Linked DNA regions of Xenopus tropicalis: region 2 is linked to region 1. A link is a contact called in public Hi-C data. All regions are on one chromosome and are shown on one strand. The core of a region is the stretch at or near the end of the contact, and the rest is flanking DNA. Distances in the headings are between cores, read along the strand shown.

What was found. Hi-C and Micro-C count contacts between places; a contact is called where the count stands out from the background.
Region 2: a contact with region 1 is called in a Hi-C map of neurula embryo, with 1.9 times the contacts expected there. The contact joins the promoter of cyp26a1 here to the enhancer-like site in region 1. A contact is called at or near these places in 2 of 5 Hi-C or Micro-C datasets (gastrula embryo and neurula embryo).

Annotation. Positions count from the first base shown.
Region 1 is chr7:25,247,674-25,253,822 of UCB_Xtro_10.0, forward strand. No RefSeq gene overlaps it. Among named protein-coding and RNA genes, the nearest start is that of aldh18a1, 28 kb to the left of the region's middle. Within about 2 kb of position 4,183, at least 1 of the 11 cell types and tissues checked has an H3K27ac peak or open chromatin away from gene starts, as enhancers often do. A contact at or near this core is called in neurula embryo, where this site is marked.
Region 2 is chr7:25,306,503-25,312,436 of UCB_Xtro_10.0, forward strand. cyp26a1 (cytochrome P450 family 26 subfamily A member 1) reads right to left here and starts at 4,050. Exons shown (of 6, transcript NM_001016147.2): 1 at 3,834-4,050; 2 at 3,051-3,275; 3 at 2,164-2,448; 4 at 1,747-1,893; 5 at 1,564-1,603; 6 at 1-443. The coding sequence starts at 4,022. The coding sequence ends at 184.

The DNA of each region.
Region 1 (6,149 bases), core at 2,933-5,432:
GGGCCAAACCCAAAATGGGGGTTTCAGTGCATCCCTAACTTATCAGTCAATATAAAGGAGAAAGTGATGACGTTAAATGAGGGAGCTAAAGCCTTATGGGTTGAGCTTCTCACAGATAGTGAAGAATCCAGCAATTTAATGGTAGGGGTATGCTATAGACCCCCTAATGTAAGCGAAGAGGCTCAGCTCCTGTTGCAAATAGAAAAGACTGCTAGTTTGGGGCAAGTGATAATAATGGGGGATTTTAATTATCCAGATATTAACTGGGGCAATAGTACTGCCGGGACAGTAAATGAGAACAAGTTTATAAACTTGCTGCATAAGTTTGCAATTGTTGCAGATGAGCCAAGCAGAAACCATGCTGTACTGGATCTAGTGATCTCTAATGACCCAGAACGTATAGCAAATGTGCAAGTGGTTGAATCTCTGAGTAACAGTGACCATAATGTTATTTCATTTGATGTTTGGTGCAAAAAACAAATATATACTCAGAATTTCAGAAATGGTTGCAATTTAAAATAGTATTAAATCGTTACTGTTTTCTATTTATTCCCTGTTAATGTAGAAGCATTAAGAACCAATCTTTGTGGCTTAATTTAGAAGAAGTTAATAGGGAAAAAAGGACAGATGCTGAATTTAATGAATATAAACACTATAACAAGTGTTGTAAAACAGCAATTTGGAAGGCAAATATAGAAAATGAGGAGCTCACTGAGGCAGAGGCTAAAATTAAAGAATAAAAGTATAAATAAACAAGTATATTAATAGTAAAAAGGTTGAGAGTGTGGCTCCATTGAATTATGGTAACAATATGATTATAACAGATACAAAAAAGGCAAATGTGCTAAACTAGTTCTTTTCTTTAGCGTATACAATATACAATACAATAGAGGAGTCACAGTGCTAAGACCCACCCAATAACTGCACTGTTGGCTCAGCTCATTCTAGCCAGGCCTCTGTTTCTGATGTTTTCAGACTCGCTTTCATCATGATACCTATGGATTGGAGGAAAGCAGATTTATTCCTATTCCTTATTTAAAAAGGGATTATGATATTAGCCTGGCAATTATAGGCCTGTAAGTTTGACATCCGTGATGGGCAAGTTATTTTAAGGCTTGTTAAGAGATCACATACAAAATTATGTAGTGGAGAATGGCATTATGAGCAGTAATCAGCATGGCTTTATGAAGGACAGGTCATGTCAGACCAATTTAATTGCTTTTTATGATGAGGTGAGTAAGAACCAAGTTCTATTGGTATAAGTCGTTTACACATGGATAGAAAACTGGCTACAGGATCGGGTACAGAGGGTACTTGGAGTAAGGTTCTCAGTGGGGTCCCTAGGGGTCTGTACTGGGTCCACTTTTATTTAATTTGTTTATCAAGGGGAGGGTATTATAAGTAATGTATCAGTGGTTGCAGATGACACAAATCTCTGCAGCTCAATTCATTCCATCCAGGATATGGCATCCTTGCAGCAGGATCCTGACAAACTGGCAATCTGGGTGGCTAAGTGGCAGATCAGATTTAGAGGCGGGTTTGAGCTGTATTAAAAGGAACATAGATTTGCGGGAGGAAGGAGTTATTCCAATACAGAGCGCTGGTAAAGCCCCATCTAGAATATGCCGTTCAATTTTGGTCTCCGGTGCTCAAAAGGGATATTATTGAGTTAGAGGATCCAGAGAAGGGCAGCTAAGCTGGTAAAGGGTATGGAAAGTCTCAGTTATGAAGAAAGACTGGCCAAGTTGGAGTTGTTTACGCTGGAGAAGAGGCGCTTAAGGGGTATATGATAACTATGTATAAATATGTAAGGGGTTCTTAATAATCTCTCTAATGCTTTATTTACCAGACACAAGGGCACCCATTCCATTTAGAAGAAATGAGGTTCCATGTAAATATTCAGAAAGGATTTATTACAGTGAGAGCTGTGAAGTTGTGGAATTCCCTCCCGAATCAGTCGTACTGGCTGATACATTATATAGCTTCAAGAAGGGGTTGGATGGCTTTTTAGCTAGTGAGGGAATACAGGGTTATGGGAGATAGCTCTTAGTACAAGTTGATCCAGGGATTGGTCCGATTGCCATCTTGGAGTCAGGAAGGAATATATAGGCATAAATAGTTTAACTTCATGGATGTGTGATCTCTTTTTAACCTAACTTACTATGTTACTATGATAAGCTGTATTGTTAAGAAACCACTTCTGCATCTGACAATGATTTAGACTTAGTTACGTTCACATCCTTGTTGCTGAGTTGTGTTCTTATTGGGGGAACTTGGCTAATGGCCGACTAAGCTGTTTGATATTTTATTGGATACCTGATATCAGCTCAGAATAAAGGATTTTTATTTTGTTTATTGTTGGGCAATGTATTATGTATAAAATGTATTGTTTGTATTATAACAGTAAAGTGGTTCCACATGCACAAAGGCAAATGCATGCACCTGTATAAGCTGTACAGTTCACACTACCGGTGCTGGAAATGAACCTTATTTGCTCTCTCTTACTCTTGTAATTGAATTTGTTTCAGCGCAGTGTCCAAACAAACACTAGGGATTGCCATGATTGATAAGAAAGTGTGCCTATCATGGTAATTCTCTATTTAAACACTGCAGCAAAAGCCATAAATTACTAACAGTGCTGCAAATGCACTTAACTTGCCATCAGCAGCCTAACAGCAATCAGGGGAGAATGTCAGAGTTTGCATATTTCCTTACAAAACTATTATTGTGTATCATCCTTTGTTAATGGCCCTGATTCTGATGTTTGCTTTGGTATTAATGAAATTACTGTCATTACAAATGGATTGGGTAACATTTTTGATAATAATACTACTACTACTAATACAGTATATATAGTATATAATATATTTAATTTATATAATAATGCCCATACAATATATCTTAATTCTATGCACAGAACTATTTCAGGGCTGCAGTTCATGTTAAGACCACCCAGTATGTACTATACAGAGCTATGGGAGCTATTATTCCCAAACCTAATATCCAGACAGCTCCAAAATATGGCATTGACATTTTTCATAAAGTCCCATGTAAACCAAAAATTCTTAGAATACAACTGATTTGCTTTTTTGCAATAGACAGTGCCTTGATAACTAAGCTAGCATAAATCCGCTTTTATGGCAAAATTGCCCTGTTGGGATTTAATGGTTTATTTTATTTTTTGTAGCCTTAAGGCATGGTTCTCCAAATTATGGAAGATCCCTTATGCAGAAACCCCCACGTCCCAAGCACTAAAGATATTAGACCTATACCAGCACTGCCAGCAATAAAGGAAAATACAAATCCAGTGCTTATTGGGTTCAGGATCAAACATTTTTATAGGGGTGAGTTCCCAGTCTCATTATAAAGACCCCGGAGCCCATATATTTGTACAATGGGACAATGTTTTTTTATATTAATACAGATGCTATAGGTGTTCCGTGCTTAATGCGGTTTAGTTCATTTCTGCGAATTGGACGTAATTGTGGGCAAAGCGAAATTGCGTCAAGAGCATCCCCCCTTTTCAATTGCAATGGCTCTGGAATTTTAGGGAAGAAAACAGAGCACTGTGGGAAAAAACATGGTGATTGCGCTCCAAATTGCACTTTGCTCAAAACGTACCTGCGCACTTGTCTATATTGGTATTTAGAAGGAAACCACTACAGCTGGCTATGTCCATTCAGATTTACAGTGTAATGACCATGAATTAAAAAAAAATTAAAAAGTTGAAATTCCTTAAAGAAATGGACACGACCTTTGGGCAAATGAGTGAAATCTTATTAGGAAATCTTTGTTTTTGGAAGTGTCTCTTTCTTTTCAGTGGTAAGAGGAGCGAATGACGGAGCTTCCGCCATGCTTCCTGCACTCTGCTCCTCTTCCCTTTTCCCTCCCCTGGAAGCACAAGAGGGAAAATAAGGTGAAGTTTGTTTTGGGAGAAAAAAAAAAGTCATTTTCCCTTTGATTTGTTTGGAAAGAGAGGCAGAGATCTTTATCGCCGGGGTGTCATGTGTGCCACCAAATGCCCATAAGATCCAGTAAGTTATCTCTCAGCTTTTAGTAGCAGGCAGTAAAGCGTATGGTAGCTAAAACAGATAAATGGGATGCAAGGCTCAGGCAATAATAACATGTCAATGAACTATGATTTACCCTGGTGCTCTTTGTGAACTCCTGCTCGCTCGGTGACCTGATCTTATCTATTGCTTTCCCACTCAGTGCAGCTTCTGTTTGTAATTACCCCATTTAAAGAGCATCCCTTTAGAATAGCTTACATGTTGGGATTCTTTCAGGATAATTATATTAACTACACATTTAAGCTGAAATGCACGGCCGAGCTGTCCTAGCAAATACTCCAGACTGGTAGCCGGTGCTGACAGAGACCCGTTGTCTCCATCTTATACATTCCAGACAACTTCTTTAGGTAGTTGTACCCTGAGAATAAACGGCACCTTGCCTCTGTGTCTTTCATTGTGCATTGGTGTACGTCAGTATATATTAATTGATATAGGTATGGGGCCTGTTATCCAGAATGCTTGGGACCTGTGGTTTTCTGGATAATAGGTGTTTCCATAATTTGGATCTTCATACCATAAGTGGGCTTGTTATATTTTTAAGAGAGGAGTTTCTTACTGATGATCTCTGTACATCCCTGTGTTGTCACATGGATGTATTCTTCAGGTATAGGACCTATTATCCAGAATTCTCGGGACCAAGGGTATTCTGGATAAGGGGTCTTTCCGTATTTTAAATCTCCATACTGTTATTGTACTAAAAAATCAGCAAAACTTTAATAAACCTAATAGGACTGTTTTGCATCCAATAAGGATTAATTATATCTTAGTTGGGATCAAATACAGGTACTGTTTTATTATTACAGAGAAAAGGGAATCATTTAACCATGAAATAAACCCAATAGGGCTGTTCTGCCCCCAATAAGGGGTAATTATATCTTAGTTGGGATCAAGTACAGGTACTGTTTTATTATTACAGGGAAAAGGGAATCATTTAACCATTAAATAAACCCAATAGGGCTGTTCTGCCCCCAATAAGGGGTAATTATATCTTAGTTGGGATCAAGTACAGGTACTGTTTTATTATTACAGAGAAAAGGGGTCTATGGGAGACGGGCTTTCCGTAATTTGGAGCTTTGGGTAATGGGTTTCCGGATAATGGATCCCATATCCGTATGTTGAACTGTGTAAATATATATGTGTCTGTGTATATATATATATATATATATATATACACATAGAGAGAGAGAGGGAGAGAGAGAAATCTCAATAGTTAGATACATAATAATCAATAATAGTAGCTTAACTGGCAAGCCCTGGGCTTCCACCACAAATAAAAACTTTGGAGGGGCCTAGTACAAACAGTTGAGGGGCTGGGAGGGGGGACTATGATATAGCAGACTCGCAGTCCGGGCCCCCTTACATAGATAGATAGATAGATAGATAGATATGTCTTTCATGACCAATTACATATACAAATAACTTTGAATCTTTAGAAAAGTTCAATGTATCTATATTGTAAAGCTTCTAACTGTATTTTCTTTCATTATGCTATCCTATCCCACCATAGTGTAACCTGCTTCAACACACTTCTTAGGAGTTCTGGATATGTTGGTCACTCTAGGCTGAGAGTGGTGCAATCAATCAGTAAGATGGAGTACTGTTGCCATTCTCCAGTGTACGGGAGGACTGTACCACTTACAGCAGCTAGGGGAGCTCCAACACACAAGAATATACAGCATAATGCAGCTAAATAGGGTTTTCACATTTATTTACTGAAAATCTGCACAAATATAACCCTGCATATATATCGTATTTTTCCCCTTTTATTGTAAAGCCTGGTTAGTAGTTCAGAACCCATGGCAGCTAAGCATAAATAAATCCTATTGTGACCCAGGTCAATTTATGCTACCTATGCTGGGAAGGTGGGCAGGAGTTGGCATCCTCCAGTTGACGGAAAAAGGGGTAGATTAAATAATAGTGACAGCAATGATGGTGATACCCAATGACACCCCTGCTGACAGGGGACATTAGTATACCAATACTAGTAGCAGTGGTACACAACCAGAGAAGAGATGAAGTTGTAGCCAAACTAGAATGATTCCCCTTTATTCCCCTAGATCCAATGAGAAGGGACAAGAT
Region 2 (5,934 bases), core at 2,800-5,299, 59 kb after region 1:
ATGCAAATCCCAGACACCACGGCCAAGACCCGCATATAGTGCTTCAATTCAGTGACGAAAACAAAAATTAAAAGTATAAATAACTGCAACACTGTACAAATTAAATATAAAACCAGTTACAAAAGCCACTATGTACAACTTTAAGATGCTATAGAGTAGGTTTACATACAGAATATTAATTGCTTAAATAGAGCTGGCAAAGGGCTTGAATTTAGCGGGTAGGTTGTCCACGGGACAGATAATTGGGGAGGTTTTCATGGCTGGGGATCCATTCAGGAGCTCCCAGTCACAATTCCGGCACAATTCCACAATGAAGACCTTGAGGAGGATTTTAGCAAACTCTTTGCCGACACAGCACCTCACGCCACCTCCGAACGGGATGAAACCGAACCTCGAGGAGTCTCCGGGAAGCGGTGTGAGAAATCGGTCCGGGTTAAATTCGTCCTTGTCGGGAAACAGCTCCGCCTCGCCGTGAGTGTCAGCAATGCTGTATATAACATTCCAACCCTTGGGAATCTGATAGCCCTGAAAGAACAAAGAGCAGGCCATAAATAGCAGGCAACTGGCACTACAGGTAGTGTCACTAGTAGAAAGGTGTTATGTGGGGTGCTGGTTTCTCCCTAGAGGGGGCTGTAAAATCATAAAAGAGGGATTCTATTACAGGTATCAGGAACACTGTGCTGCTACACGCAGTGAACTTTCCTAAAGGGTAAAACCCAACACATGGACACTGCACTGGGGCCTATGGGGATGCCGATATAAAACTACAATATAACAGGCTCTAAGCACAGAGAGAGACGTTTCAGAAAGGGGAACTTACATTTAATACAAAGGTCTTGAGGGCCACACGAAATCCACCCGCCACTGGTGGGCTGAGCCGCAGGGTCTCCTTAATGACGCAGCTAGTGTACTTTAACTGTTGGAGTACTTCAATGCTCAGCTCCTTCTTCTCCTCGGGTTTATTAGACAAGAGACCCTACAGAGGAAAAAAAAAATAAAGATATAAGTCATGTTTTAATCAATAAAAATGTCCCATTGCATCTGCATATTTCATTAGAACTACCATGCCTATAAGCCCCCCACACACCCCTATAACTACCCTTAATACTGCAAGCAACTGTGAGTAACCTGTGGTTTTTTTTCTGTTGTTGCATACACTGCTGCACTGTTTGGGTGGCACTATTGTATATAAATTATATATATATATATATATATAGCAAGACAATGAGCCGCACACGCAGGGACTTTGTTAGAAAACAAAAATTTAATGAAAACGATCCTATATATATATAGTTGTGGATTGACCCATTACAGTAGTGCCACTGGCAAATAGGGCAGCTTGCACTGCATGTGGTGCACTATAAACAAAAGGTTCTCTCAAACGGCATACAGCTAGATTGTAAGCTCTTATGACCAAAGCCCTTATAAAAAATGGCCTGCCACTATTATTTGGATCCGGCTAAATTACCTGTGATTCAAGCTCCTTGCGGACCTTTTCCAGAACGTCTTTGTGAAGTGCAAGAAAGGTGGTGAGGGACGTGGCAGCACTGGCTGTGGTTCCGTGGCCTCCAAACAAGAGTTCCGTTGCCGATTCTTTCAGAGCCTGCAAGAGTTAAAATAATGCTTTAAAAAAACTACAACATGTTATACAGGCATTTACGCTCTTCACAAAATGGTGACACCTGCATGGCAGATTAACCACACAATGTGACGGAACGCTCTAAAGAGGATGATGATGATATTTACCTGCAGGTTGACAGGTTCACCAGTCCGGCGGCTGTGGTCAATCAGCAGCTGCAGGGCATCCCTGCACTGTCCGTCTGGTTCCCTTTGCAGCTTTTCCTTGATATTTTCTTCAATTTGGGCATGAATTATGTTTCTGGCCCGCAGACCCTATTGTGGAGAAAAATTAAAGTCAACTTTTAGTTGCCAGCATTTCTTAATATGCTCATTTTGTCTGGGCATTGCAGAGACTTCAACATGCAGGAATTAATATTATAAATACAGCCTGCCATACTAGTTTACATGATTGTATTCTGCCCATTATAATACCTTGTAAATAACTACCCAGGGAGGGAATAAATAACTTTTTTTTCTATAAAGAATGAGTTGGCTGTTGGGATACACAGGGTTAAAGAGAAGAGCATGCAGTTCCTGGCTTACCCGGTAGAGGCCGCTAAATGGCACATCAATAGGCAAAGAGAAGAGATTTCGGGTCATTTCCTCGAAGGCTTCTAGCAGCGTCTCCTCCTGTTCGCGGCCCAAGCGCTGGGGATCGCAGCCGAGCAGCAGCCTCATTGCGATGCGGAACATCAGTCGCTTGATGGCGGGATACACCAATACACAGGAGTCGCTTTGCAGCCACAGGTTGACGGAGCGTCTGAGTTCTTCTTCCATCAGCGGGACGTAATTGGCGAGGGCTTCCCGGGAGAAGGCTTGCATGATCACCTGCGGGCAACACCATCATTAGCCCCATTGGCACCCAGCACTACACTAGGGCGCCCCATTACTACTCCCAGCAGCCTGTCAGTCGGTTGCAGGGAGTTGTACCCCCACCCGATTGGCCCTACATTAGATCAGATAAGTATGTTCCATTGATTGGCCCGGAGCAGTGCGCACACACGCAGGGTTAATCCTTTCCAGGTGTCAGTAGAGCCCCCCGCTGGGGTTCAGCAGGGGGAGAGATTAGCAGGTTCATCCCAAACAAAGATTAACCTCCCCATCACCCTGCTGAAATGAAATCTCCCTCTGTAGAATAGGCCCCCGGGGGCTTTTAAGGGATGCGATCCCCCACCAGGATGAGGCAGGGCGCAAAGAAAGGGTGAGAGATACAAATTGATGCATTAGACCCAGGCATTTCTCTATGGAACCACTGGTGGCGCTGCAGTTACGCGCATAAAACGACTGCTGTCGCTAAAAACAGCTGGAGAAACGCTGTAGAATGGCGCTACTTATGCTTTCTAGAACCTGTGGAACCGACACCCTGGGTGCCAGCTGTAATTCAGCAATAGCTGCAGGGCCACTGCCCTAGTCTATGGGTATACGCTTACCTTCTTGGTGTACTTGTGCTCGGAGTCGTGCAGGTTGGACAGACAGCCGGCCCCCAGGATAGTGCGGACAGATGCCGGCCAGTGAACGGACACCAGCTTGTGCTCCCCCAGTAGGATCTGGCGAACGTTCTCTGCGCCCGTAACGCGCACCGTGGGGCTGCCGAATAGATGCGTCTTGTAGATGCGACCGTACTTCCTTCGCTTAACTTGGAGGAACTTGCGCCTCTGGTTTGGGGAAGAAAGAAGAGCAGATTAGCGCCAAAGTGTTGGCCAGCAGAGATGGTTAGCGCCAAAGTGTTGGCCAGCAGAGATGAATAGCGCCAAAGTGTTGGCCAGCAGAGATGAATAGCGCCAAAGTGTTGGCCAGCAGAGATGGTTAGCGCCAAAGTGTTGGCCAGCAGAGATGGTTAGCGCCAAAGTGTTGGCCAGCAGAATTGCCAGCGCATTCTCTAACAGATAGCCCAAGGTTTGCTGCAAGGGCCGAAACGCTGGGCTGTTTCAAACGAGTGACGTGTGAGCCTGTATTTTTGCTACTGAGCCAATGGGTGCGCATTTCGGTTCGGACTGGGCTCTGCTTCAGCCTGGCACACTATAGTATAAGTTGGTACCTAAGTTGTTACAGTTTTCAAAGCAGAAAGTTACTTTGTACCTATCTATAATCGCAGTTTCATACGACTTGCTACTTTGTTTCCCCCCTAACAAACTCTGTTGCGCACAGGTGCCTCCTACATTCCCAACTGCGCGCTAAGCTGCCTGGGCTCCCCAGTACATACATGTACATACCTGCAGCACCATTTGCAGAGTCTCTCCAAAGAAGGGCAGCCCCATAGTGCCAGGGGGCAAAGGGTTTCTGCAGCTGGCATCCTTGCGGCTTAGGCAGTACACTTCCCATAGCTTGGCAGCTGTGAGCAGGAGTAGTACTGGCAGTGCCAGGGTGCACAGGGCGCTGGTGAGCAGAGTGTATAGATCCATGGCAGGAGGAGGCTACCTGAGCTGGAAGCAAGGTGAGCCCCGGAGTCAGTCTGCTGCTGCCCCATGCTTTGCCCTTTATATACTCTCCCCGCTCTGCCCCCTTTTTTACCTTGGTCAGATAAATTAGTTCAAACAAAGTTCATCTTTAATTGCAGATTGTAGCATCACCCTGGGACTCCTCCCACCTGGACACGACTCTACCCAAATTCTTTAACCATTTGGCTCCCATTACCACCCCCAGACAATCAGCATTTCACTGTGAATAGGTGTTAATTTACTCACTACAATGAGTCGCGTTCGGGCGCACTGTGCCGCCCCCTTTCCACCACCAGTCGCCTAAAGTTCTGCAACTGAATAGTCTGTTTTATAGATCTATACGCGGGTTTGGGGTATTTACATTGAATGTATTCGTTTTAGTATTGGAGATGTCTAACCCGCCTGTCGCAGTGTTGCAGTGCACAACAGCTGGAGGGAGTTAGCAGGTTGGACAAGAATCTTCTTATACTATAACCCTTTTACTTTTATCAACTCCCTCCGCCGCCAAAGGCTCCTCGTAGTATTTACTGATGCAGTAAAATTATTTTGCGTCATAGAGAAGCGCATTTGCGCTTCTCTACAACGCAAAATAATTTTACCGCATCTGTTGACTTATTATTATAAACCATAGAATTGAATGTCAGCACCAACAATACACCCTCTTTCTTAACTTAGCATGGGACAGAGGCAGCCAGTGCTTTCTCCCTGCTCCTATTGCCGCGCAAGGAATGTACGAAGCTGCCCCATGTATTACAGTAATGGGACTCACTGTACAAGTTTCATCTCTTATAAACCGAGCGCTTGGCCCGAGCTTCACCCCAACTCACTGATTGTATTTACGTCCTGAGTCCCGGGAGGGAGAGTCGCAAGTAAATTCTCCGACTTATGATGCAGCGCTAATCGCTGGTTCAAACTCAGGTCAGCGAGGGAAAGCGAGGTTATAGCGCAAGGTAAACACACGGCCGTTACTGCCCACGCTTCGCTTTTTTTTTCTTATGGACTTAATAGTAATGATCATAATAATAGATCAGAGCGCTGAGCAGATGCCGAGCCAATAATGCGCGCTAAATATCTCCCAAATGTGCGTATGGCAGGGGCTGAGCGCTGATACCCAGGCAATAAAGCGCCTCTCAGCTTGGATTAGTAGCTCATTATGGCGGGACTGTATATCAGCAGGCACAGAAAAGCATCATTTTTGTCTTCTTTTCTTTAATGTTAAATATAAACTAGTGTTGCCATACTGCAATTTCAGCAAATTAAAGGGGATTATTCACATCAATATGGGAACAGTCTTGATGGTGAGTGTTTTGACCCGGCTCCCCAGTATCACAGGGCCACTTAGGCTAAAAGTACAAAGGGTATATTATATCGTGGAACAATTCTCTGCATATGCCATATACAGCCATGTCCAAACTGAAGCCCTCCAGCTGGTCTACAGCAACAGTAGTTTGACAGCCGCTGGAGGGCAACAGGTTGGACAGCTGTGATTTATGGAATTGCTCTTTCTCTCAGACAGGCCCTTGTCTCCAATTCCAGTCCTGAGTGGCAGTATAATGACACCATGTGTACTGAGGCCATCAGTGAACTGCACAAGGGATAAGGTAGATTTCTGTTGAGGGGATTCTGGGAGTTGTAGTTCAGATTCCCCTGGCTTTATACTGATCCAATGCCATGTTTAGTTTAGCGAGATACCCCATACACTGAAGGTGGGGTTCCCAGTTTTAAACACGACTTGTGGGACTCCCAGAGATAAATGATAACTTGTAATTGTGCTTCTTTAGGTGATTCAGACAGAAATCATGGGGCCCCCTAAAAAGGAACTTGCTACAAAGTGGATGGTGTGGATCAGGGTTATTCTTGTGGTTTGGTTCTAAGC